Linked DNA regions of Mus musculus: all the other regions are linked to region 1. Evidence: chromatin contacts called from public Hi-C, HiChIP or PLAC-seq and promoter capture Hi-C data. All regions are on one chromosome and are shown on one strand. The core of a region is the stretch at or near the end of the contact, and the rest is flanking DNA. Distances in the headings are between cores, read along the strand shown. Region 1 holds the start of Telo2 (telomere maintenance 2). Region 2 holds the start of Rnps1 (RNA binding protein with serine rich domain 1). Region 3 holds the start of Fbxl16 (F-box and leucine-rich repeat protein 16). Region 4 holds the start of Antkmt (adenine nucleotide translocase lysine methyltransferase). Region 5 holds the start of Ciao3 (cytosolic iron-sulfur assembly component 3). Region 6 holds the start of Gng13 (guanine nucleotide binding protein (G protein), gamma 13). Region 7 holds the start of Rab26 (RAB26, member RAS oncogene family).

What was found. Promoter capture Hi-C pulls out the DNA fragments that hold promoters and counts their contacts. A called contact is a pair of places that touch in the nucleus more often than the background predicts. HiChIP or PLAC-seq counts read pairs in DNA pulled down with a chosen protein or histone mark. Capture Hi-C pulls out chosen DNA fragments and counts their contacts.
Region 2: a contact with region 1 is called in a promoter capture Hi-C map of erythroid cells, with 6 times the contacts expected there. The contact joins the promoter of Rnps1 here to the promoter of Telo2 in region 1. A contact is called at or near these places in 2 of 39 promoter capture datasets (cranial neural crest and erythroid cells) and 1 of 115 datasets of contacts at active chromatin or transcription factors (bone marrow-derived macrophages).
Region 3: a contact with region 1 is called in a promoter capture Hi-C map of pancreatic islet, with 4 times the contacts expected there. The contact joins the promoter of Fbxl16 here to the promoter of Telo2 in region 1. A contact is called at or near these places in 4 of 39 promoter capture datasets (embryonic stem cells, hippocampal neurons, liver and 1 more), 1 of 15 datasets of contacts at CTCF or cohesin (embryonic stem cells), 2 of 484 Hi-C or Micro-C datasets (cortical neurons and embryonic stem cells), 2 of 115 datasets of contacts at active chromatin or transcription factors (embryonic forebrain and forebrain) and 2 of 9 other capture datasets (embryonic stem cells and pancreatic islet).
Region 4: an H3K4me3 HiChIP or PLAC-seq map of craniofacial prominence shows a contact between it and region 1, with 3 times the contacts expected there. The contact joins the promoter of Antkmt here to the promoter of Telo2 in region 1. A contact is called at or near these places in 4 of 39 promoter capture datasets (the 3T3-L1 cell line, embryonic stem cells, hippocampal neurons and 1 more), 1 of 15 datasets of contacts at CTCF or cohesin (embryonic stem cells), 2 of 484 Hi-C or Micro-C datasets (cortical neurons and embryonic stem cells) and 8 of 115 datasets of contacts at active chromatin or transcription factors (the SCID.adh cell line, acute myeloid leukemia, bone marrow-derived macrophages and 5 more).
Region 5: a contact with region 1 is called in a Hi-C map of B cells, with 10 read pairs. The contact joins the promoter of Ciao3 here to the promoter of Telo2 in region 1. A contact is called at or near these places in 3 of 39 promoter capture datasets (the 3T3-L1 cell line, hippocampal neurons and liver), 1 of 484 Hi-C or Micro-C datasets (B cells), 3 of 115 datasets of contacts at active chromatin or transcription factors (bone marrow-derived macrophages, craniofacial prominence and embryonic forebrain) and 1 of 9 other capture datasets (pancreatic islet).
Region 6: a contact with region 1 is called in a promoter capture Hi-C map of embryonic stem cells, with 4 times the contacts expected there. The contact joins the promoter of Gng13 here to the promoter of Telo2 in region 1. A contact is called at or near these places in 6 of 39 promoter capture datasets (HPC-7-derived erythroid cells, embryonic stem cells, hippocampal neurons and 1 more), 1 of 484 Hi-C or Micro-C datasets (B cells), 2 of 115 datasets of contacts at active chromatin or transcription factors (bone marrow-derived macrophages and embryonic hindbrain) and 4 of 9 other capture datasets (adipose tissue, embryonic stem cells, liver and 1 more).
Region 7: a FOXA1 HiChIP or PLAC-seq map of pancreatic cancer cells shows a contact between it and region 1. The contact joins the promoter of Rab26 here to the promoter of Telo2 in region 1. A contact is called at or near these places in 1 of 39 promoter capture datasets (erythroid cells) and 1 of 115 datasets of contacts at active chromatin or transcription factors (pancreatic cancer cells).

What each region holds. Positions count from the first base shown.
Region 1 is chr17:25,114,211-25,117,537 of GRCm38.p6, reverse strand. Telo2 (telomere maintenance 2) reads left to right here and starts at 1,571. Exons shown (of 21, transcript NM_001163661.1): 1 at 1,571-2,125; 2 at 2,253-2,601. The coding sequence starts at 2,267.
Region 2 is chr17:24,412,900-24,416,226 of GRCm38.p6, reverse strand. It overlaps Rnps1 (RNA binding protein with serine rich domain 1), which reads right to left and starts at 1,552. Exons shown (of 9, transcript NM_009070.2): 1 at 1,493-1,552; 2 at 1,065-1,186. It overlaps D330041H03Rik (RIKEN cDNA D330041H03 gene), which reads left to right and starts at 1,714. Exons shown (of 6, transcript NR_033554.1): 1 at 1,714-1,915; 2 at 2,299-2,526.
Region 3 is chr17:25,807,321-25,810,647 of GRCm38.p6, reverse strand. Fbxl16 (F-box and leucine-rich repeat protein 16) reads right to left here and starts at 1,549. Exons shown (of 6, transcript NM_001164225.2): 1 at 1,262-1,549.
Region 4 is chr17:25,790,844-25,794,170 of GRCm38.p6, reverse strand. Antkmt (adenine nucleotide translocase lysine methyltransferase) reads left to right here and starts at 1,777. Exons shown (of 5, transcript NM_145410.4): 1 at 1,777-2,118; 2 at 2,495-2,599; 3 at 2,685-2,825; 4 at 3,188-3,238. The coding sequence starts at 1,957.
Region 5 is chr17:25,772,242-25,775,568 of GRCm38.p6, reverse strand. Ciao3 (cytosolic iron-sulfur assembly component 3) reads right to left here and starts at 1,793. Exons shown (of 11, transcript NM_026238.4): 1 at 1,682-1,793; 2 at 428-523. The coding sequence starts at 1,747. It overlaps Gm41550 (a long non-coding RNA gene), which reads right to left. Exons shown (of 3, transcript XR_876684.1): 3 at 3,025-3,159.
Region 6 is chr17:25,715,680-25,719,006 of GRCm38.p6, reverse strand. Gng13 (guanine nucleotide binding protein (G protein), gamma 13) reads right to left here and starts at 1,479. Exons shown (of 3, transcript NM_001357782.1): 1 at 1,426-1,479; 2 at 209-340; 3 at 1-80. The coding sequence starts at 306.
Region 7 is chr17:24,532,126-24,535,452 of GRCm38.p6, reverse strand. It overlaps Rab26 (RAB26, member RAS oncogene family), which reads left to right and starts at 1,706. Exons shown (of 9, transcript NM_177375.1): 1 at 1,706-2,076; 2 at 3,131-3,241. The coding sequence starts at 1,870. Gm33508 (predicted gene, 33508) reads right to left here and starts at 1,558. Exons shown (of 3, transcript NR_169077.1): 1 at 1,468-1,558.

The sequences.
Region 1 (3,327 bases), core at 322-2,821:
TGAGAAAACTACAAGGTTGCAAATTGCTTCAGGTCTGGAAGATACAGCCCCAAGGCTTTTTGCAACCATTTCGACCAGGTTGAGAAGAACACGTCCTCTGGTGGCCTAGCTGAGGAACTACAGAGGCTGGTGCAAAGACTGTTAGCAGAGGAAGTGCCCCTTTTCAGGATTTGAAGGCAGCCGCTTTGACTCCCTCTGGGAGAGACTTTCCTCATCTCCTCCCTTTTGTTGCAGCTTTAGGTACAGTAAAAGGCTCCTCTCCAGGGTTTGCTTGCCTACTCTCAGTAATGTGGGCTAAGCTGTTATCATGAAAAAAAAAGAGGTGGCAGAGACAGCTGAGCAATTGGCAGGCCAAGCTACAAAAGGGACAGGACAGTCAGTTTTGTCATAGCTGAGGAAGCAGTAGCCAAGGCATCAGGGGAGTGCAGAAACTGAGACTGAATGAGGATAATTGACTAAACCAGAGAAGAGATGGCATAGCCTTGGATGCCAGATGAGTTCCAGAGAGCCAAGAGGTCTCAACCCTAGGCCAAGAATTTTAACACTGGCTGTCATTAAGAGCGAAGGTCTACACAAAAATTGTAAAGCTGTAGGGCTGAAGAGTCCCTACAATCACCAAATCTGCTTAGTGGAAGCTGCACCAGCCACAGGAAAGAGCCAAGGATTCCTGACCTACGTAAGAGCTAGAATACTTTTAGGGCTAAGGGTCCCAATGCCTCCAGTCCCCTAATACTAGGGGAGTCATCTGCCATCTCTCACTGAGGCCAAACATGGAGAAAAAAAAAAAAAAAAGAAAGCTACCATTTGAAGACCTTCTCTTTGACTAACCCCAGTTTTTATTTGTGTAGAGATCCTGGCTGGCTGATCGGTAACACTTCCATGGATGCTGGGAACTGAACTTGGGACCTTGGCAAGAGCCACACGTAATTTAACCTCTAAGATAATCGCTCTGGCCCCTGGTATGCTCTGCTAACTGCTAAGCCTTGAGTGGGCTCATTTCCTGCTCAGGAAGGGTAATTTTGCTTGATGATGTTGAATGAATACAGCTTGCTCAGATTTCCACCCACACCCAGTTCCGCTGAAATGTTGCTCCCTCAATGTATCTTCCAGATCAGGATGGTCAAGAAAAGTTCTGCCATGATGGAATGTTTCACACTGCTAAGTTCAGACGACAGTCAGGATCCCTGGGTGTTTACTCAGCTAGTGGTGTTTCATTTAGGGCAGTTTAGACGCAGTTTGCGTGTTCGCAGTAAACGTGCACCCTTGTGTACCACCAAATACATCAGCGCATCCGCATTACAACTTGGCCATATCCGCTGTTCCTGGCTTCCTTATTCTGTTTCCCTCAGGGCGCCTAGAGAGTTGATTAGTGCTCTAGAGTGGAAAGTCATCCGACCCAAGGCAGCATAGTGGGGTAATGTGCTGGGGAAAGTCTCTCCAGAATTAAGGAAAACAGAGACAGCAGTCACCAGGGGACCAATAGAGCGGACACGCCTACCGGAGTCCTGCCCTCAGGCCTTGCCCACCGTAGGCTCTTAGGCCACGCCTCTTCCTCCTCTTGCGCAGGCGCAGATGCTGCGGTCATCAGCGCGTTGGCGCGCCGCTGATTCGTCCCTAGCCACGCGTTTGTATCAGCCCCAGAAATTCTAAATATCCGTGCAGGTTTCACGTGAGCTCTGCGACTCGAATTCACAGCTGCCCTCAGCTGACACTGAATCTGGCGCGTGGTCCTGGTGCCGTGGCGAATCAGCGGCGCGCAAGAGGGAGCATGTGGCCTCGGCTCTGAAGCATGCTGGCCAGAGGAACCCTGTAGGAGTGGTTGGTCCAGTCGGGGCTGCAGTGTCCTGCCTTGCAGCATGGCCAGTTCCCATACGAGCCGAAGGCCTCGTGTTTAGGGGGCTGGGTGCTAACCTGGAGCTGCAGACGGAGGAGGAGTTTTAGTTATTGCACCCTGGCAAGCCACTCACTCATCCAACTATCAGTGGGTTTGACAGAGGAGACAGCCACAGTGCACCGGTGCAGTCCGGGACTGAAGCTCTGTCAGATCATCGGGCAGGCGGGAAACCCGGAAGAAGGACGGGAGAGCGTGAGTGAGATTGTGAGTGAAGCGCCTGGAAGCGCAGAAGTAAGTGCGTGTGTGTAGGGGGGTGGGGCCTGAGATTTGGAACCGGCCCAACTGTTTCCTCCCTTAACATCGTGGGTGCCATGGGAAGAATTCTTGACACTCTAACATGCTTTTCTCGGACCCTCAGCCCTGTTCTGCAGGATGGACCCAGCCCTGTCTGCTGTCCGGCTCACCGTCCAGGAAGCCATTCACATCCTTTCATCCTCAGAGGATGCTGGCCATATCCTTTCTACCCTGGGGACTCTGAAACGATACCTCGGTGGAACCGAGGATCCAGTTCTTCCTGAGGAGAAGGAGGAGTTTGCCACTGTCCACTTCTCAGCCGTCCTTAGATGTCTGGTCAGCAAGCTGAGCCCAGGTTGGCTGGAGCTGTCCCCCGGTGGCCAGCTGGAGCGGCTTTGGGAGAGCTTCTTCCTGGATGGCCCTCCAGACCAAGCCTTCCTGGTGCTGATGGAAGCCATTGAGAGCACTGCTGGGTGAGCAGTTAGTGAGCAACAGGGCGCCCAAGTTCTGAGAAGGTTCCCAACACCTTAAAACTGTAAGGGGAAGGACCCTGCATCTTAGCCTGGCCTCACTCCTTCTTGTTGAAGGCTGGGAGGAAGAATAGGGTTCCTTGCAGATCAGCACTCAGAGAGTCTCCACTGTCCCTAGCTGATGCCCTAAAGGTCACTTGTTGTCTTCTACTGGGCCCATTCTTTATTCTGTGGCACTTTCAGGATCATCAGGACATTTCAGGGTTTTTTTGTTTGTTTGTTTGTTTGTTTTTGTTTTTCGAGACAGGTTTCTCTGTGTAGCCCTGGCTGTCCTGGAACTCACTCTGTAGACCAGGCTGGTCTCGAACTCAGAAATCCACCTGGCTCTGCCTCCCAAGTGCTGGGATTAAAGGCGTGTGCCACCACCGCCCGGCTAACATGTCAGGTTTTAAATGTTTATCTACCACATTGCTGCTATGGATCCCTGTGTACCCAGGTCCCACATCCGGTTGAATGGCAGTCCTTGGAAGGATCTGTGGCTGTGAGAAGCTGGGGTTTTATAAACTGCTGGGGTGTGGGGGTGGAGAGATGGTTCAGTGCTTAAGAGCACTGGCTGCTTTCCCAGAGGACTGGGTTCAGTTCCCAGCACCCACATGGCTGCTCACAACTCAGTGCAACTCCAGTTCCAGAGGATCTGACACCCTGTTCTGATTTCATAGGTTCTTCGTG
Region 2 (3,327 bases), core at 303-2,802, 700 kb after region 1:
TAAAAGCAGCACTGTCCATGAGTGTGAACCATGAGCACACCCTTTAATCTCCTTTCAGCCAAGTCACAAAAGTTAGTGAAACCTTTCTTATTTTTTTTAGAAACAAGAACTGGGAAATGAGGCTCTCGAGTTCAAAGGTCTGTCCTGGTCTACTTCCAGGACAGGCAAGGCTACACGAAGTAACACTGAGCCCAGTATACTCAACAAGACCTCTACCATTCACAAGTACTGACAGTCCAAAATTAAAGGCTTTTTCCCCCCTATTGAAACATGGTCTCACTAGGCAGCCCTGGCTAGCCTAGGTTGATCAAGCTAGCCTCAAACTCTGACTTGCCATCTGAGTGCTGGGATTAAAGGCAGTGTGTGGGTCCCAAAACTAGTTTTTAACAAAATGAACATTACCTTTGTAACATATAATCAACATAAAATTACTAAATTTCTTGTGGGTTTTCTATACTAAGTCATTTAAATCTGGTATGTACTTTTGGGGTTTGGGTTACTATTCAAGTGCTTCATACCAGTGACAAAGGGTAGAGATCACCCTTGTGCACCCGCACCCCGACCTGCTGGAATGTACTTTATGAAACAGGCAGAACCCATTGTTAAGCAGTCTACAAATTATGAACTGCGGCGTAAGCGAACTCTTTGCTGGGTGTGGTCGAGTGCTAGAAAGCAAAGGTGAGGGTCTCTGTTCACTCAAGCTCAGGTAACAGCTCAGGACCTTGGTCACCTCTCCCATCCTCCGGAAAGGTGTGCGTCCAACAGTCAGAGAGAGGAGAAAACAAATGGTTAAATCTCGAGCAGAGGGCGTCTTGGCAATCTGAAAGCACTCTCTACATATAAAAGCACATCGGAGACACAGTGCCTACGAAGTAACACAAGGTAGAGAAAGCAAGCCTCCACCACGTCTCTACCATCAACCATAACCTTCCCATATCCTCTCCCGCTGAGCTCCGTAACCGTGCTCGGTCCATCCTAGGACGGATCCTCAATGCCCAGAACTGAGAACTGCACACTGGATTCCGACAGACACTCGTGGAAAGAGATCTTTAAAGGAAACCAACCTTTTAGGCCGGCTCGCAATCTGCACCGTCCGCTCCGGCCACAGACATCGACCTCGCCTCCCACCCTCTTTCTCCACTCACTACTCAGGTCGGGCCCGGTGTGGCGAGCCTAGGTCTCCAGCCTGACAAGAAAACAAGAGAAGCGGCAGGGCTCGCAGCTGCTGGAGTCCTGCAGGCTAAAGCGGGTCGCCGCCGAGCGAACCGTGCGGGATCACCCTTCCGTCGGTGACCGCCTCGACCACTTCCGGGCCGCGGCCTCGACACCTCCCACTCCGCCCGACCTGAACCACACTCTCTCCTCGGGCTCTGTTCCTCGCCGGCGGGCCTCTGCCGCACTGAGGAACGCAACCGGCTCCACGATGCGCCCCGCCAAGCCTGGCAGAAGGTCCCCGGAGGTCGGATGCAGCCGGATTCCTACCCCGACTTACATCTTCCCAAGGCCGCCACCTCCTCCCGCTCTTCTCAGACCAGGACGCCGGCGCAACTTTGTCGTCAGAGGTGAGAAGCGGGAAGGCGCAGCCGTCGTCGCGCGACGATGACGTAAGCACACTCAGCCAATGCAAGTTAGCGGTGGAGGACTAAAGGACAGCAACTGTGTGTGGGCGGAGCGTCGTAGCGCCTACGGTCCCCCCCCCCGCCCCCCCTCCCCGACTGGTCTAAAGTTTCCTGGACTTGTTTTGCTCATTCTGAAGCGCGCGATGATTGGCTGACCGGCACCAGAGGTTTGTGCTCTTTGGCGCCTACCGGATCTGTGTGGATGGAGCTACTCGGGTTGCCTCTGCTGTCATTAGGATCTAAGGCACCCTGCTGAGGCCGCGTTATTGTAGTAAAGGGACAGGCTGGTACGGACGGTGAGTTCCTATGGTCAAGTCTCTGGTAGTTAGTGGTGATTGCATAGATATGGTCTCTGTGCTGGTGGGATACAGCTGACTGGGTGTAGCGGGCGGCCGATGAGGCCAGAAAGGAAAAAAGTTTGAGGAAATGTTGAAGGAGGTTTCTCCCAGGAGACATTTCTGACAAGAATGCGTGGGGCAGAAGGAACAGCAAAGGCGTTCAGGATCGCTGGGAGAAGAAGAGGCACGCTAGTCTATACCGGGGTTACGTCAGTAACTTCTTAGCAAGGACATAGAGGATCTGGTCTCTGCACGAGGCTAAAGAGTAGCACCCGCCGTAGTGCCCCGCCTCCCGACTTTGCCAACACATTCTTTTGTTTGTTTGTTTGTTTGTTTTGTAGCCCTGGCTGTCCTGGAACTCACTCTGTAGACCAGGCTAGGCTGGCCTAGAACTCAGAAATCTGCCTGCCTCTGCCTCCCAACTGCTGGGATTAAAGACGAGCGCCACCGCCCGGTTTGCCTAGCACATTCTTGCTCCGTTATTTGCGGAAGAAAGGGATATGCACACAATCCCCGCGGTTATCTAAGTAGATTTGAGGCAGGAACGAAGAAAGAGGAACAGAGCTAAGGTGAGCTTCAGGAGGAAGGTACAAAGGTGACTTAGATTTGGATTACATATTGCTGTGAAAGATAGGAAAGTGGCCAATGTGCACTTTGGTGATCCCGGAGAGATGGAGAGAAGAGATTATCTCGGTCCAAGGAGCTGGGTGTGTCCTGTGGGACAGTCAGGAAGAGGAGCCTGCTTCTGAAGTCTGCTTTCCTGAGGTATTCATTTTTTGGGGTGGGGTTAGCAGATCTAGACAGTTTGGTCTGGTACCCTTGTTGGATTTAAGATTATTTAATGTATAGGATATTAGGGATAAGCTGATTTTCTTGCATTGCTGTTGTGTCTGCTGTGGTCAGACATGAGTGGTAAGTGGATGCTAGCTGTTCTCTGGTGGAACGGAACAAATAAACGATGACCCTCACTTACATCATCCAGTCTGGGTTATTCACACTAGAAAGGCTGAGAGCCAGTAGCTTTCTAAGAAACTACATGTCCTTGTAGTCTTAATCTGGTGCTGAAATCATGGCGGGTTCCTGGTCTTCAGCACTAGTTGGAAGGCTGAAGAAGCTGGGCCCTGATGTCAGTGAAAGATGGCAGCAAAAAGGTAGACGGACTAGTGAGAGAAAAGCCACAAAAGCAAATCTCGCACTGCCTACAAAGACACTGGGAAGTGCTGGTCAGGTTCAGGTTGGGCCTTCACACTTAATCACAAAGCTCCCTCACCGGTGTGCCCCGAGGTGCGTTAATTCTGAATCCAATCAAGTTGACAACCAAGATTAACCATCTCAGTGGGTCAGAAGAGCAGTGGTCCAGGGACTTCAGC
Region 3 (3,327 bases), core at 300-2,799, 690 kb before region 1:
ACCTGTTCAGGTGTATTTGGGAGAACAGGTGAGTGCATACGTGTCCTGGACTTACAGTATGGGTGACTGGGGAGGCAAATAGTGAGGGTGGCAGGAAATGAGGCTGCTGAATCTTGGGCTATCTCAACATCACCCACGTTTTCAACCTTGACTTTCCCTCTCTTCTCCCAATGGCTCCCAGCCCGGCCCTCAGGCCACGTCTAGGCAGGAAATCGAGGCTCCACCATGCCTCTGACCTGATCTAGGCAGCCCCTAATCATCCAGGCTCCTGTCCCAACACCGGCCCCCCCCCCGCCCCTCCCCCCTGCTGCGATGAGGCTGCTGTCCAGCACTTCATCAAAGTGTTGGGCTGGAACAGAGGGTCCCGTGTCCCGAAGGGGCAGCAGGGAGGCCTGAGAAGACCCTGGTCAGTGGGCCCTGGGACAAGATGGCAGTGGAAGTCGGGCCTCCAGGAGGGAGCAGGTGAAGTGGCATCTGCCATCTGCTCCTGGGAGGTCAGCTGCTGGCTCGGGCTGGGAGGGGCTAGCAGGAGGGCTGCTAGGCCAGATCCAGGCCTCAACAGTGCAGCCTTCTCTCCTGGGATGACGGGTGGGGAGGATCCCCCACTGACTAACATCCTAGAAGGACATGGAAGCCCTGCTCAGCAATCTCAGGATGCCCATTCCCCATTTTGAAGCCTTCCAATCTTGGCCAAGGCCCATTTTCTTTTTCTAGAACCAAAGACATGCCAGCCCACTCCCTGGTATAGAGCTGTGGGCGGCAGCTCTATACCAGCTCATGTCCAGAAGGCGTCCAGGACCCCTAGGCCACATATCCACATGGCTCCTCCCTTTTAATTGTATCAACACCTGTCACGTCCTCCAGTCCGCCGGAGGCTCATAGGGCTGGAGTGGGGAGAGCCCAGAGCCAAGCCAGAAGGAGTGGGGGCTGACGGCCTGCAGTTCCGCGTCCTCGCAGCCACCGTGCTTCCTCTCAGCAATTCCGTGGTACGGAGATACAGCCTGACCGCGCTGCCGGTAGCGAGCGGGGCGCAATCAGGCCGGCCACTAGGGTTAGGGGCTGCGGAACCGCTGGCTCAGCGGCCGAAGGGTGAGGTGGGGAAGGGGCTGCGATTACGTAAGCCCTGCTCAGGCGGCGGCGGCCGCGGCGCAGTCCCAAGTCCCCACCCCGCCCCCTCCTCATTGTAGCCTTCGCGGAGGCAGTGGCTCGACCTGGACCCTCCCCTCCCCGCAGCCTGGCCGCGCGCGCACACACACCTTACCTCGGCCAGGGCTTCTGGCTCATGCCACGCTGTCCGCCGGGCGACCTCGCGTCATGGGGAGCTCAGCACCCGAGCCGCCTAGCGCGGAGGCGGCCGAGGTGCTGGACTGGCTAGCAGGGCCCGACTGCGCCCCGCGCCCGGCGCCCCGCGCCAGGGCCCTCTCCGCAGAGTTCCGAGCGGAGCTCCCCGGTGGGAGAGGATCTGCCGCCCTGAGCCTCCCACCGGGGAGGCTGAGGCTGTGCCCAGATAAATAAGGCCGCTTTGCAGGGAACCCGGCGGGCGCCTCCTCCCTCCCCTTCCCCTCCTCCCTGCGCTCCTCCTCCGCGCTCCTCCCCGCGCTCCTCCGCGGCCGCCGCCGGCGCCGCGCGTGCCCCCCGCCCGGCCCTAAGAGCCGCGCCCTCGCGCGCTCCCGGCGTCCGGACCAATCCGGGTTCTAGAGCCAGGCTGAGGTGTCGAGAATCCCCAACCCCGCCCCGCTCCTCTCCGCGCGCTCCCGGTGCGGTACCGACGGGCACGCGCCAGGCGGCAGCACCCGCTCAGCGGCCGGTGTTCGCACAATAACAAACCCCGTAGGCCGCGCGGCCGAAGAGCAGCTTCGAGTGTCCCATCTGCACAAAGTGGTGGCGACCCAGAATCTTGCCAGCTGAGGAGAATTGCGGTCCTTGGCGCGAGCGGTTGGCAGTGGGGTTCCGGATCCTGCGCAGATGCAACTGGCCCTATGTGCCCTTGCTTGGATTGCCACCTGTGAGGGCGAGGAAAGAGAAGCCGAGTGGAGACATCGACATCGTCGCACCTCCACACACACACACACACACCCTCCTTATGGCCCCTAGGATTCATATCCCTTCCGATCCTGTTGCGAGTCAGGCAGAAGAATCCCTGTTCTGGGTGACATAGTCACACACTTGCAAGCAAGTGACTAAAGCAAGCGTCAATGAAAACACAAGACAGTGGAGTGATAGTGGGGAGGGGTTACTTCTGACAATGTCACAAATGATCTGAGACGCCCTCTCTGTCCCCATAGCACTTGGTAGGAATGGTTCGAGAATCGACCTGCCTTATGGAGTTCCACAGGTTCGCTCTGAGATGAAGTAGAGGTCAGGTGGTGGCAGCCTGTATGGACCAGGGAGGGTGGTTTGTGTAAAAGGACCCATTAAGGGCTGCTGGAGAGCCAGACCTCTCAGCAGGCTAAAGGGACCCCAATCTGGGTCTCTCTTGAGACCAGAAACAGCAGATGTTGGGACAGCAGAGTAGCGTCTTGGAAGAGAAGGAGCTTCAGGGTGGAATGTCCTCAGATGAGACCAACTGCTGTGGAGATGGGAGGTCTGTCTCCTGGGAATGATGTGAGGCCTAGGGGCAATAAGAAAGGGAAGTAAGCTGTATCCTAGCTGGTGTGTGTGTGTGTGTGTGTGTGTGTGTGTGTGTGTGTGTGTGTGTGTGTGTGGTGTATGATCATATATGTGAAGGTGCAAATAGAAGTTAGAGGGCAGTCTCAGGTATTTCTTAGGCAGTGTGTGTGAGTGAGTATATGTGTGTGTGTGTGTGTGTGAGAGAGAGAGAGAGAGAAAGAGAGAGAGAGAGAGAGAGAGAGAGAGAGAGAGAGAGAGAGAGAGAGAGAGAGAGGAGAGAGAGACTGATATTAGAATCCTCTTCTACCAGTCTTTAAAAAAATTATATATTTTATGTATGTGAGTATACCATGGCTATCTTCAGACACACCACAAGAGGGCGTCAGATCCCACTACAGATGGTTGTGAGCCACCAGGTGATTGCTGGGATTTGAACTCAGGACCTTTTGCTCAGGTTAAGCAGTCAGTGCTCTTAACCACTGAGCCATCTTGCCAGTCTGTCTTCTACCACTCTTTACCCTGTTTTGTCTTTTCTTTTTTTCTTTTCTTTTTTTTAATGGTTTTAGAGCTTTATCGTTAAAAGGAAGGGAGAAAGAGAGGAGGTAGAAAGAGGGAGAGAGAGCGGCCATGGCCACATAAAGAGAGGGGGAAAAAGAGAGAGATGGAAGAAGGGCTAGAGAGTAAAGTAAAAAAGGGTGAGAGCTTGAAGAGCTATCC
Region 4 (3,327 bases), core at 528-3,027, 680 kb before region 1:
CTGGTTTTCTTAGGACGTCCGTCAGATTTCTTCTGCCTCTACCTCATGGCTCCTGGGAAACAGCTTCAGCTCCCGTGCTGTGCGGAGTGAGAGTGGAGTTCTGGAAATGCGTGACCTCCCTCTAAGGCTTTCACCCATCATCAGTCCCAACAGACTATTCATTCAGACTGGGAGAGTGACAAGGCTGTGCAGAGACCAGACATATGGTTCCTTGCCTCAGACTATGACAATGGTGGTGCCACACCCTACATAGGCCCCCGGAATGGCTTCTTTGGGATATTTATAACCAGATAACTTAAATCACATCTGTGTAATCTGAGGGTGGACAGAGAGCATGCTCCTTTTCCATAGACTGCTTCTGGAGAGGGAAGGGCACTGAGAGTCCGAGATCACTCCTGAAGAGTAGGCCATTGCATTTTCTCCCTCCATATCTGCCTCTGAATCGGCCCCTTGCTACTACTTCTCTTCTCCCCAAGCTCCATGGAGTGCTAAGGATTTAGACCCTTGTCTTTCCATCTGGTAGGGGAAGGCTGGTCCAGTGGCCTCAAGTCTGCTCTAGGGAACAGGTGGTGAAGACTCCAAACAGTAGAGACAGAGACAGCAAGGAGGATGGTGTGTATAAGCAGGACCCAAATCACAGGAGCTAGCCTGGGAAAGCCTTGCGAGGAGCAGAGACACCTCCAAGTAGAGCCCTGGCAGCTGAGGAGCAGAGTGTGGGTGCCAATGTCAGGTCAAGTTGCCAGGGCTTCCTGGGTGCTCTTGGTCTTAGAGTACTGCCAGGAGCAGCAGACAGGAATAGCTATGTCCAAGCAACCCTGTCTAGAATTCAGTGTGTGGGAGGGCTCTGGTATAAATCTTCCGGTGGCCAGGTTCTGAGCTGGATGGAGCAGAGCCTCTCTGCAGAATACATGTACACAGAATACATGCTGTCTTGCGACACCTGTCCTGCAGATGGTTTTGGAGGGTAACACTCTGTGCCTGGGCGATAGGGTGGTGGTATTGGGCATGTTCAGTTTGGAAGCCATCACCGTCTATGCTAGGGATAGCCGAAGAGGCCATGAGTGAGCATAGTCAGGGAAGATCTACCATTCTCAGACAGTTAGCCTTGATGTGGGTGGTCGGGGTCCAGCAGCTTGACTCAAGGCTCTATCTGTTTCCATGCAGGGCCTTACTAAGAGTCACTCAACCCTTTATTTTTGAAAGAAGGAGATCTTCCGGACTCCTGGGCTGTCTTCCACCCTAGGCTGGGCCCTTTGCCAGCACCCAGTCGCTCACATCCGGCCCCCTCCCTCCGTACTCACTAGAGAGCCAACATCTGTCTCTAGCTGCCCGCCCCTCTCCTTCGACCCCAGAATACTCTCTGTTTCCCGCCTAATTATTGTCGCGGAAGAGGGGGAGGGGCGGCTGGAAGGACGTCCTCTGTGGTTTGCTTCTGGATTTTTGGTAGGCTTTCAGTCATTTCTTGTCTTGATCAACAGAATTTGCGTGAGAGTGCCTTTCAGTTATAGACCCTGGCTATAACCCGAGGCTGCCGGCCAGCAGTACAGCCTCAGGGGGATTTAGAACAGATTCCATTCCATGTGGTTGTCTGTAAAGTGGACCCTGAAGCTGACCGCTGTATGTCTCGGACCGTAGACCCACTCGTGGCAAACCCTGTCATTCTCGCCCATCGCCTGGGTCATCGCTACCCCAAACCATCACCCGGAACCCAAGGAGGGTCCCCCGGATGGCTGGGCGGAAAAGAATGAATGTCGGACTGGCCTCGGAGGCCTCTTCCACTTCCGGCGACTGATCGCAGCGGATACTTAGATTTCTGCAGTTGCGGCTGCGGTTGGCTGGCGTACGCTGCAAGCGGATAGAGTTTGGCTCAGGCTGGGGGCAGCGGGGAGGGCAACCGCTTCCATTACCGGCCGGGAGCCTTGGGAAGTAGGACCTGGAACTGAGTGTCTGTCAATCATGGATCAGGACGACCCAGCCGAAGCGTTGACTGAGCTACGCGAGAAGCGGCTGGGCTTGCTGGAGATAGTGCAAGCGGCGGCAGGCTCGGGATTGGCCGTCTATACTATATGGGCGCTGCTGCTGCAGCCGGGCTTCCGCCGGGTGCCTCTGAGGCTGCAGGTGCAGCGTTGAACCTTGGAAGGAAAGGGGCCAATACTGGTGCAAGCCAAGGTTCCATGGGTGGGGTCAAGGCTACTGTAGGTAGCGTAAAGATGGGCGGAATCAATTATGGCGCGGGACCTAACCCGGGAACCCGATGTACGGAGAGTTGGGACCAGGAAGTTGCGGAGCCTGGGTCTTTCGTCAAGACCAAGTCTAAATGAATGAAGCTGGGATTGAGTTACTTAGGGGGTACGGGCCTATGACTGGAGAGTGGGCGGGGCTCACTGGATGGTATCAATTTAAGAAAGGAAATCTAGTAGGCTCCCATCGGCCCCCAAACTGGTGCTTCTGCCTGTGTGATTTCTAGCCTCAGCCCACCAAATTCCTTATTCAGGTGCCCTACGTTGGCGCGAGTGCCCGGCAGGTTGAGAACGTGCTGTCACTGTTGCGAGGCCGCCCTGGAAAAATGGTGGATCTAGGCTCTGGTGATGGCAGGATCGTAAGACCTGTGTCTATATATTCGTTGTCCCTCTGGTGGTGGCCCCATTCCCTTCATCCAGATCCCACACTCTTGGCTCCCATAGGTGCTGGCGGCCCACCAATGTGGTCTCCGTCCAGCTATGGGATATGAGCTGAACCCGTGGCTTGTGGGACTTGCACGGCTGCATGCCTGGAGAGCCGGTTGTTCTGCGAGTGTCTGCTACCATCGAAAAGATCTCTGGAAGGTACCCTACCAAACTTGATACCCCTCCCTCCCCCTCCCACTCTCTTTCTTTCCAAACTTGATTTTCTTTACCCTCCCTCTTCCTTTCATTTTTTTTTTTTTTTTGAGATGTGTGTCCAGGCTTATCTCAAACTAGCCTTGGATTATAGGCATCAGACCTAGTTTATGCAGAACTGGAGATTAAACCCAGGGATATGTGTATGCTAGGCAAGCACTCTGCCACCTGAGGCACACCTCCAGCTCCTGATATCTTTATCTCCCAAGTTTCATGCTCTGAGTGGCTATTATGTGGATATCTGGGTGGGCTAGAGGCCCTACCTTGGGGACTGCATGCCCTCCAGCCTTTACCCTTGTTTTCTACAGGTGAGCCTCAGGGACTGTCACAACGTGTCTGTGTTCCTGGCTCCCAGTGTGGTAGGTTTTGGGTCTGTTGTCCTGCTGGGAGATCAGGGCCACAGTCTTGGCTCTTGGATGCTCTCGGGCCTGGAATATGTTCTGGGCTC
Region 5 (3,327 bases), core at 544-3,043, 660 kb before region 1:
TGGCGCACGGTATTTTGAAGGGGATTCCTTAGAGTGCAAAGGGCAGCCAGGCAGGGTTAATTTTAACAGACATCAGGATCTAACTTTCAGATTAGAGGGAGGAGGGGCTTGAGGGAACCAACCCCCTCAAAATCTTATGCTACTAAACGTAGGGGGCAAAGGAGGAGGGGAGGCTCCTCCTGCCCCGTGCAGAACAGGACAGACTGGCTGCTCACCATGGCAGCCCTGTTCATCATCTCAGCTCCCCGTGGTCAGTGAATGTGACCAGTGAGAGAGCTGGGGAGATGCAGTGAGTTTCAGGGTGGCCACATCTGCGACTGGGAAAGGCAGAAGAAGATGTGTGTTTCAGATCCACACCCCAGCCTCCCTCCCCCTCCTGCCACCGCCAGCCCCCAGCAGGGATGTGGTGAGACCTCAGGGTCCTTACTTGGTTCACTTGGAAGTAACTGCCATCGTCTTCAATGTGGATCTTGGCTATGCCACTTCCTGGCTTCTTAGCCACCTTTACAGGCTTGATGCAATTCTACACCAGGAAAGACCCCACACCAGGCTCTATTAGGAGAAAGCAACTTGGACGGGGGGTGGGGAGGGTGGGGAGTGGGGTGGGGGGCTGGGTATGGAGGGCCTCAGGGATGGTTGGCTACCGGCCATAGAGTGAAGCTCACCACCGAGGCCAATTCTACCACCTTCCTGCCACTGAAGCCATGCTGAGCTCTGGTTGCCCACCCTTCTCTGTACAAGGTGAGGAGAATGCCATCAAGGCCACTCTTTCTCCAGAATCACCATGAAATCTGCTACAAACTCTATATGCAAGCTAATGCAAGAAGCCCTGACTAGCCTGCCCTTCCTACGTGCACATAGCAGCACACCCCCGGAGATCAGAGTGTCAGAGGCCTGGCCAGACAGGAAGGCTTTCCTTGGAAACATCTAGAGGTCACCTCCATCCCACGACCACAGATGAAACTCCATGTCTCTCCCCTTCTCTTGGACATCTCCTGTTATCGCTTCCTGAACCTTGGTGGCTTTCCAGAAAAGGGCCAGTCTCGGGTAAGATGGCCCAGTTCATCCTGTCCGTGTGGCAGCTCAGCCCGTCTTTTATGGGTCATGGGACTTGGCTAGCTCTGGAGACAAAGGAAGACCCAGCAAGGGCAGCAGCTCCTGTTTTCAGGGCGGTCTGTCTGTATCCCTCTCTCTTCCTCGAGGCAACGTCAGGAACATTAGCTGTGGCTGTGGCCCAAGTGGACATCAAACCTGTCCCTTCAACATGGTCCCTGTCCACAGAGATGACAACTGGCTCTGAGAGAGGAGTGGGAAGGGATATCTCACAGGTGTGTGGAGGCTAACTCAGCCCCACCATGTCTCTGCATCACCAGCTGGGTGACACTACTACAACAGTAACTTAAGATCACATAACAACAAGTCCCCCCACCTTTTTTTTTTAAACACTAAACCTGCCTGTCACCACTAAACACTCCCATGGTCCCAGGGATCGCTCCGGGCCCAGTAACCGCGTTGTCTGGCCCTCCCTGGCCTCAGTTGTCTGTGTTTGTGAAAAGGGAACTAGACTGACTGAGGCCCTGGGTCCTGGGCCCTGGGAAAAGACACAGACGAGAGAGGTTTCCCGAGGTGCACGGCCAGGCTCGGACCCTCCTCCTGCCCGACTCGCCCTTGGCCGGCCCACCTGAGATGGCCCGATGAAGTCGTCCAAGTCGGTCAGCTGTAGTGCCCCACTGAAGGGCGACGCCATGACAGCCTCACTGCCGCCGAGTGTCACACGGGGGTGTCGCAAAATGACACCAAAATGACATGCAGTTCCGCCACTCTGCCGGAAAACGCAAATTCCAGCGCATGCTCATTTCTCTCCGTCAACAAGCTTTGAAAAGCGTGCGCGCCCTCTGCCGGCGGCCTTGAGCGCTCGGCCCAGCGGACTCAAGCTGCAAGTTCCACAGCACAGCGTTCGGTCTCCCTTGCGTCCCTTGGTTGTGGTGTAGCAGGGTAGCAAAGACAAATAACGCAAAGAATGTAACTAGAGACTCAGAGTCTCTCCCGCTTCCCGTAGGGGTCGGAATCCGGATTTCATTCATCACCTTGACCTAGCAATACTCAAGGAAGGTTCCAGATGCAGTGGGCAGGAGAACACAAAATTAACTTTGATTCACTGGAATGCCTTGGAATGGGCTTACCAAAAAATGAGATAGACAAGTGCTGTTGAGATGTTAAGACTGGAGTGTGGGAGAACATTTACAGAAGCAGGTTCTTGGACTGGACCAGGGCCAAAGGACAGTTTCTGTTTGCCAGGAGGATTCTTGTTTTAAATTGGATATTTTCTTTATTTACATTTCAAATGTTATCCCCTTTCCCAGTTTCCCTCCCTCCCTCCTGGAAACACCCTATCACATCCTCCCTTCCCCTGCTTCTGTGAGGGTGTTACTCCACCCACCCACCCTCTCTCCCCTCCCCTCCCTCAAAGTCCCCTACACTGGGGCATCTATCAAGCCTTCATAGGACCAAAGACCTCTCCTCCCATTGATGCATGACAAAGCCATCCTCTGCTACATATGCAGCTGGAGCCATGTGTACTCCTTTGTTGATGGTTTAGTCCCTGGGAGTTCTGGGGGGTCTGGTTGGTTGATATTGTTGTTCTTCCTAAGGGGTTTCAAACCCCTTCAGCTTCTCCAGTCCTTTCTTTAATTATTGAGGACCCCGTGCTCAGTCCAACAGTTGGCTGCCTAGCATCTGCCTCTGTATTTGTAAGCCTCTGGCAGGGCCTCAGGAGACAGCCATATCAGGCTCCTTTCAGCATGCACTTCTTGGCATCCACAATAGTGTCTGGGTTTGGTAACTGTATACAGGGTTGCTGGGAGGATTCTAATGCTGGAAGGAGGGTGATACATAGATCCCTGGAAATTCAAACTCACCACCACCACCACCAAACCCAAGTCTATTAGAACAAACCCAGTGGACGGCTGGCAGATGTGAGGCATATCCAAGGCCCAATAAGAGAGACAGAGCAGAATGGCCTGGAACAGTAGAAAGAATGAAGTCCTGGTGTAATGTAGGTGATCCCTGAAGACATTACAATCAGTGGATTTCATGAAGCCAGTCACAAAAGGCCACACGTGTGACACCATTCAGCAAAAATGTCCAGGACAGGCAAACCTGCAGATGGAAAGCTGACCTCAGGTGTGGAGAAGGTTTCTGATCAGGGTGGTTAGAAAAGTCTTTAGAATAGATGCTGCACACGTGAATGTCATTTTTCTTTTAAACAGAATAGGGTTTCTCTGTGTAGCCCTGACTGTCCTGGAACTCGCTTGGTGGACTAGGATG
Region 6 (3,327 bases), core at 230-2,729, 600 kb before region 1:
CTACCCAAGGGTTGTTCTTCATCAGGTCTGGGTTCAGGAAGGGGTCCTTGGGGATTCCATCCTCAATCCACTTGAGAAGCCTGTGAGTGGGGAGTGTCAGTGAGTGTCGGTCATTCCCGTGGCACCTGCCTACTGGGGGTGTGAGGTCCTGGTTCACACAAGGGGCAGTGGCTGGGCAGGTAAATGACAGACATCATGGGGCACTCACTCGGGGATGGTCTTGGACGACATCTCCCTCTTGAAGGCCAGTTGGTACTTGAGGCTCTCTACCTCCTTCTTCATCTGGGGCACATCCCACTCCTCCATGGCGTCGGGGGCGTCGGTGGTAGCCAGCCTGAGGCTGGTGGGCAGGAGAAGCGAAAAGAGCTGGGTCTGCAGCCCCCACCCCCACGCCACCCTCAGCCCCAGGACAGAGGGAGATCCTGGGACCATACCACCCATTGGTCCTTCCTGAGGTCTGGAGTGATGTTGGCAAAGAGCCCGAAGAGGGCCACAGGGACCCACTAACAAGACCCCTGAGCCTTCTCTACCCAGTGGGGCTGATTAGCTGCAGAGCAAACTTTCCGTTCTTGGCTGGGCAAATGAGCCTGAGAAGGCCCAGCCCTGGATTGGGAGGACAGACTCATCCCTGCCTAGGGAGGTTAAAAGATGGACTTCTGAGTACCCAGGGCAGCCCCCACCCCCCTTCCAGACCCACTTCTAACTCAGACCCTGGGTGCTGCGATGAGAGCCCTGAGATGCTGGGTGCTGCCTGGCCCTCCTGGATGCCTGTTTTGCATGGGTAAAGAGGCTGAGAGGCCAAGTTAATCTCGGGGCTGGGAGGATTTGTCTGCAATTTGCATGTAGGGTGGGGTATGTGCAGAATGTCTGGGGACACAGGCCTTTCAGCAAGCCCAGGACTTGGGAGGTGGGTAGCCTTCCTGAGACCAGTGTTTTCAGATCCAGTCACTGACCTGACTAGGGAGAGCTGTCAGTTGGAGCACAACGGGCCTCCCTTTACCCCTCCCTAGCTAGTTGCACTCCAAAAGACCAAGTCTCTGGTTCTCCCTCCAATCACAGCTTCCACGACCTTGAGAGGGGTCTGGCACCGAGTACCAGACACATCCGGGCTAAGCTTCCATCCCGGGATACTGAGCTGAGCTGGCCTTGGGGAGAGCCTAGGACCCAGCCTTTAGAGTGGCCCATCCTAAAGAGGTCCTGGCAGGGCTCGCAAGGAACCAGTGAGAGGTTGGGTGGGCTAGTATTCCTGGTTGTGTGGGGCCACCTGCAGAGTACCTTTCCCAGAGACCCCCAAGTTACAGTGCCCCACCCTGCTAGGTTCTCCCGCGCCCCACACGCCGACAGGCACGTGGGCGGAGGATCAGCTGCGGGTCCTCCACAAATGGGAGCATCTGGGCTGGGGGCATGGCCCACCACTGGCCCTACCTGCGCTGCTGCCGCCGCCGGAGCCCGGCCGCCGGTGCACCCCGAGACGCCCCCGGCCAGGCGCACGGCGGCGCACACGGGCACTGCGGGCGGCGCGCACGGCGCAGGACAGACGCGCCCCCGTCGCGCAGCGATGGCTCCTGCGCCGCTGGACTCGATCTGTCGGCCGCCCCGCCCCTGAGGCCCGGAGGCAGTTGCCCTGGTCCCAGTAGTTAGAATTAGCCTAGGGGCCCCACCTGGTCAAGCCCTAGAGCCCTGGAGTCTGTTTCCCCCTCAGTGTGAGGTTTCTGTTCATCGGACTTACTTTTGGAGGAGACAGCAAAAGCAGAGATGACAAGGGCCGAGGGATCTGTGGAGTGAGGCTGGGCTGTCCGAGTCCGGGGAGCCCAGGCAGCCGCCCCGCCCACTCTTGCCACCTGGGGCCTTGGTACCGCCTTTACAGGGTTGGGCTGACCCCAAGAGCTCCCTGGGCTGCTCCTACAGCTTTGGCAGGTCTCCCCTGGGGTGGGACATGCAGCAGTGGGAGCTAGTCCCGTCTCTCCTGGGTCAGCTACAACTGCTGGCAACCCAGTTTGACAATCTTGTGATACTGGGACCAGAGCCCTAAACAGCAAAATATGCCCCACCCAACAAGGCTTCTCTGGTCAGGGCCCTCCTATGCAGGGCACTCCAATGCAGGCAGCTGAGAAGAGGGGGTGGGGGCAGAGCACTTCCCACTGTGGTCTTGCAGCCCACCTGGTGCAGGTGACCTTCAGTGTTGTCCACTTATGGGAGGCTGGGGGGCATCCCGCAGAATTCCACGACAAGAGCCTCACCTAGAAGGGGTTCAGGCCTCCCTCCATAGCACTCCCACCTTCTGGCGCCTTCCTCATTCCCAGGCAATGACTTCAAAAGAACCCACGGTTGGATAGTGCGTGGGGGCCTCGGGTGTGAAGGGTCACCCATCTCCAGCTTTGGGTAGATTAAAAGTTAGCTTAGGGGGTGAGTAGGTCAGTTTCTTAGCTGATGCTGGATGGCCTTTGGGTAGGGAGAAGAGTACTTCCTCAGCCACAGGATTTTGAGCCCTGTGCCCGGCGGCAGCCACCTCCCTATTTCTCAGAGACTCTGTAACGGGGGCAGGGGGCTAGCCCTGCCTTCAACTAACCAGAGCAGCGCCTCCCTTTCCCAGTGTTACTGTCAGAGGTACACCTCACCAACTCTTGTGGGAGCTGTGCTCTGGGGACCTTCATATGACGCAGGCTGCAACAGCAACCCGTGGGGGAGGGGCAAGCCTGTCCTGGGAGGCAGGGCCAGTACCTTGCTAAGTATTCTGGGTCCTCTGAGGGCTGGAGGTTTGTTGAGTGGCCCTTACCTAGACAACAGGATAGGTCAGAGTTAGAGGAACAGAAGGAGTTCAGAGCTCACCCTGCCCAGGAGATGGCCTGGACCCCTGCAGGTATGATCAAAAGACAGACCAGGTCCCTGTCCCTTGGACTCTCAGGACCATCAGTCACACAGCAGGCTTCCCTGGTGTTGATCAGTGAAATGGGGTCACCAAGCTTCCCTGGCCCCTGATGTGCATCAACATGTGGTTAGATCAGGAGGCATCCCTGGAACTGGGGCACGCTAGGGAGCGGAGAGATTACTTATCATGGATTTGGGGGTTGGAGGAGCTTAAGGTTAATGGTGCCAGGCCTCAGGGCAGATGTCGTTCTTCCTGGTAGGGTGGAGGACTGTCATATCTCCTGGGACCTGTGCTCACTCTCCCTCCCCATGCCTTTTGTGTGCCCTGATCTAGATGCACACCCTAACACTTAGGCTACCATGGGTGTCTGGCAGGAGAAAAGCTGGGAGAGCCACCAGAGCACAGTGACAATAGGGAGGAAGGGGGCCAGCCACTCTAGAGGCTGAAGGACTAGGTGA
Region 7 (3,327 bases), core at 457-2,956, 580 kb after region 1:
CTGTCTCCTCTGCTGTCAGAGGCGCCCCTCCTCTGCTCTCCTCCCACTTTCTCTGGCTTGCCTGTTCCCTCTCTCTCCTTCTAGATGCCTGCACTGTTTTCACTGCCCTCAACCTGAATCTCCTCCTTGCAGCTCCTGCCTAGAACGTCCAAACTTGAACTCTATGTGTATGCCCTGTACTGGACGGATTCTAGGCAGTAGCTGGAAGGAGGTTACATGGTCTACTTCCTAGGGCGATAGGCACAGGCTGTTGAGGTTCTCAGCTGAGATCCTGGGCCAATCATGCTGAGGTTGGCCTTGTGAGGACGGGATACTGAAGTCCTCAGGGAATGCAAAAGTGAGAGCCCAGTACCCCCACTCTGGGTCAGGATGTATACAGATCTGGAAATTGGCCTGAAAGAGATAGGAGGAGGCTTTGAGCCACAGAGGTAGGGAGTTCTTCATGCTCTGCTCTCTGCCAACTGAGAAAGTTTAGAAGGCCGTCAAGAAACGCAGAGTTTTGGTGACAATGATCACATCTTGGAGAACAGCTAGGCCATTCCAGAGGAACACCAAGAAATACTGGGTCTCAAAGGCACCACCCTCCAGCATCCACTGTCCTTAACTCTGACTTTCTTTCTCCTGACTGGAGTGTCTTAGGTGAGGGGCTTTGGACAGAAATCCTCCAGTCAGCATAGGTAAAGCAGCAGGGTCAGAATCAGGAGAAGGGTATACCAGGTCCTGAACCAGTTTGGGGTTTAGAAAATCAACACAGACCTCTCTTGGATGAGAACCTAGGATGGAAAGACCATGGGCCAGTCAATTCTAGGAAGGGACCTCCAATCTTCTAGGCTGTCAGGGCAGACCTCTAACCCTAATCCTAACCCTAACCTATGCCTTGGTTATCTCTGAAGGCCTGATGCTGGCTGGCTGTGATAACTACTTCTTTCTCACTTTAGATATCCGTACTTCAACCCAGGTGGCAAAATATGTGAGGAAGATGGGGCTGGAGAGATGGCTCAGTGGTTAAGAGCACCGACTGCTCTTATGAAGGTCCTGAGTTCAAATCCCAGCAACCACATGGTAGCTCACAACCATCCCTAACAAAATCTGACGATCTCTTCTGGAGTATCTGAAGACAGCTGCAGTGTACGTACACATAACAAATAAATAAATCTTAAAAAAAAAAAATACGTGAGGAAGAACAGCGTGCCCGTTATGCCTCTGATCAGCTGAGCCCAGAGTGCTCGGTGCAGCAGGGATTGTTTGTGAAGCATGAGTGTTGGAGCTTCTTAAATTTGCCTATCCTGGAGGGAATAGCATTGAGGACAAGTAGTCAGATGGCTGGTATCTCTGATAGAAAAACAAAAACAAAAACCCTGAATCTCAGGCTGCCTATTCATGCAAGCCATCTGCCCCAGCATCCTCATCTCAGAACACATCGTAGTCCCAGGTCCATGGACTAGTCTATTGAGCTAGGTTACTGACCTGGGACATTGAAGACTGGGGCAAAGAGAGGACACAGGATCCTGGTGCTTCCTTCACTGGACAACTGGAGCCCTTTGAGCACAGTGCACTTGGAGCATGCTCCTGGGATGCACACCTAAGGCCTTCTTGGGACCTCTTGACCCCGCCCCTGGAGCGACAGACTTATTTGCATGGCTCCGCCTCAGAGCGACCATTGGCAGTGGTGGCGGGAGGCTGGGCCTGAATGGCTGCGCCGCCTGTGGGGACGCGGGGGCGGGGCAGGCACTGAGTGCTGGAGATGCTGCTGCTACTGCCGCCGCCGCTGCCGCTGCGGGACGGGTTCGGGTCCGAGTCGGTCTTGGCGGGCACGGGGCGTGGGACAACCCGGGACACAGCGGTAGCAGCAGGAGCACACTGAGAACCATGTCCAGGAAGAAGACCCCCAAGAGCAAGGGGGGGAGTGAGCCGGCTACCTCTACGCTGCCCGCCGCCGCCGCCGCCACCAATGGGCCACGTCTGGCACATCCGAGGACTGTGCGCCCTGGCCCAGAGGCACCGCCCAATGGGCCCCCGCAGTCCATCCGGCCCTCACTTGGTAGCACTGGAGACTTCTACGATGTTGCTTTCAAGGTGAGCCAGGCACCTCCCCGCCATGGGAATGCAGCAGGTGGCGTTGGATCCTAGACTGCCGCTGGGGAAGAGTGCAGGGCCTTGCAGACCCTCGGCGCTGAATTGGCACAGCACCTTGCAGATGGCACGGCAGTACCTTACATTGTCACGCGACCCTACGTGCGTGCACGAGCGCGCGCGTACACTCTCTCACACACACAAACACAACTATTAGACTAGGGTCTGGGGTATTCAACAGCTGGCAGGGCCCTACCCCCACTCCATCTACTGCAAGGCCAAGCAAGATCAGAGTTTTGAAGCTGTCCCTCTGGGATCTATGGCCCCTACCGGTGCTCCTGTCTCATCATTTCCCATCCATATGCTGCCTTCCCTCACCCCCCCAAGGGGCTGTAAGTGTCCTTTTTCTGGGAGAGAAGAGAACAAGGCCACCCTAGACCAGAACAAAATTGAAGCCTAGGTGAATTGACCTCCGAAGGCAGGGCCATCACTGGGTCCTGAAACATTGGCCTGAGGGATCATGTGGGTGGGAAAGACTTCACTGGTCTGGCCCTCAGGCCCACAGATATCCCTACCCCCTCTTCACTTCAAAAGCTGTCACACCTCTTCCGAACCTTGCTGCTGAGATTTGTGTCTTTGCTGGAATTCGAAGAGGCCCCCAATACTGAGTCCCCAAAGGTCTCTTAGGAGCTTCCAGCTGCACTCCCATGGCTCTGCTCCCCATAGGCCCCAAATGCTGCCCTCCCAGATCAAGCATGTTGTCCATGGAGGAGGGGTAGGTAAGGTCCTGGATGGGGACAGCTGTCCTCACTCTCTGTGACTGAGGCAGCATTGTTGGAGGGAGAGGTGATAGGGGGTGAACGGGGGTGAGGGTGGGGAGGGGGAGAGAGAAGCTGGGCATCCATGCTATTGGGGTCCACACTGCTGAACCTACAGGCCTGGGATACTCATTTCCTCTCCTGCCTCCCCCACAGCTCAAGGCAGATCAGAAGCATCTCTAGGTGGGCAAGGCCCTCGGCTCCAAGCCTGAATCCTCTGATCCTCCTGCCTGTTCTAGGTCATGCTGGTGGGGGATTCCGGTGTGGGGAAGACCTGCCTGCTTGTGCGCTTCAAGGATGGGGCTTTCCTGGCTGGTACCTTCATCTCCACTGTGGGCATCGACTTCCGGGTGAGAGTAGAGGCCGGTGTCCCGAGCTCTGACTGGGTCCCACTGTGCTATGGTTCCTATACATAGTCCTCCTAGTACCCTTGGCT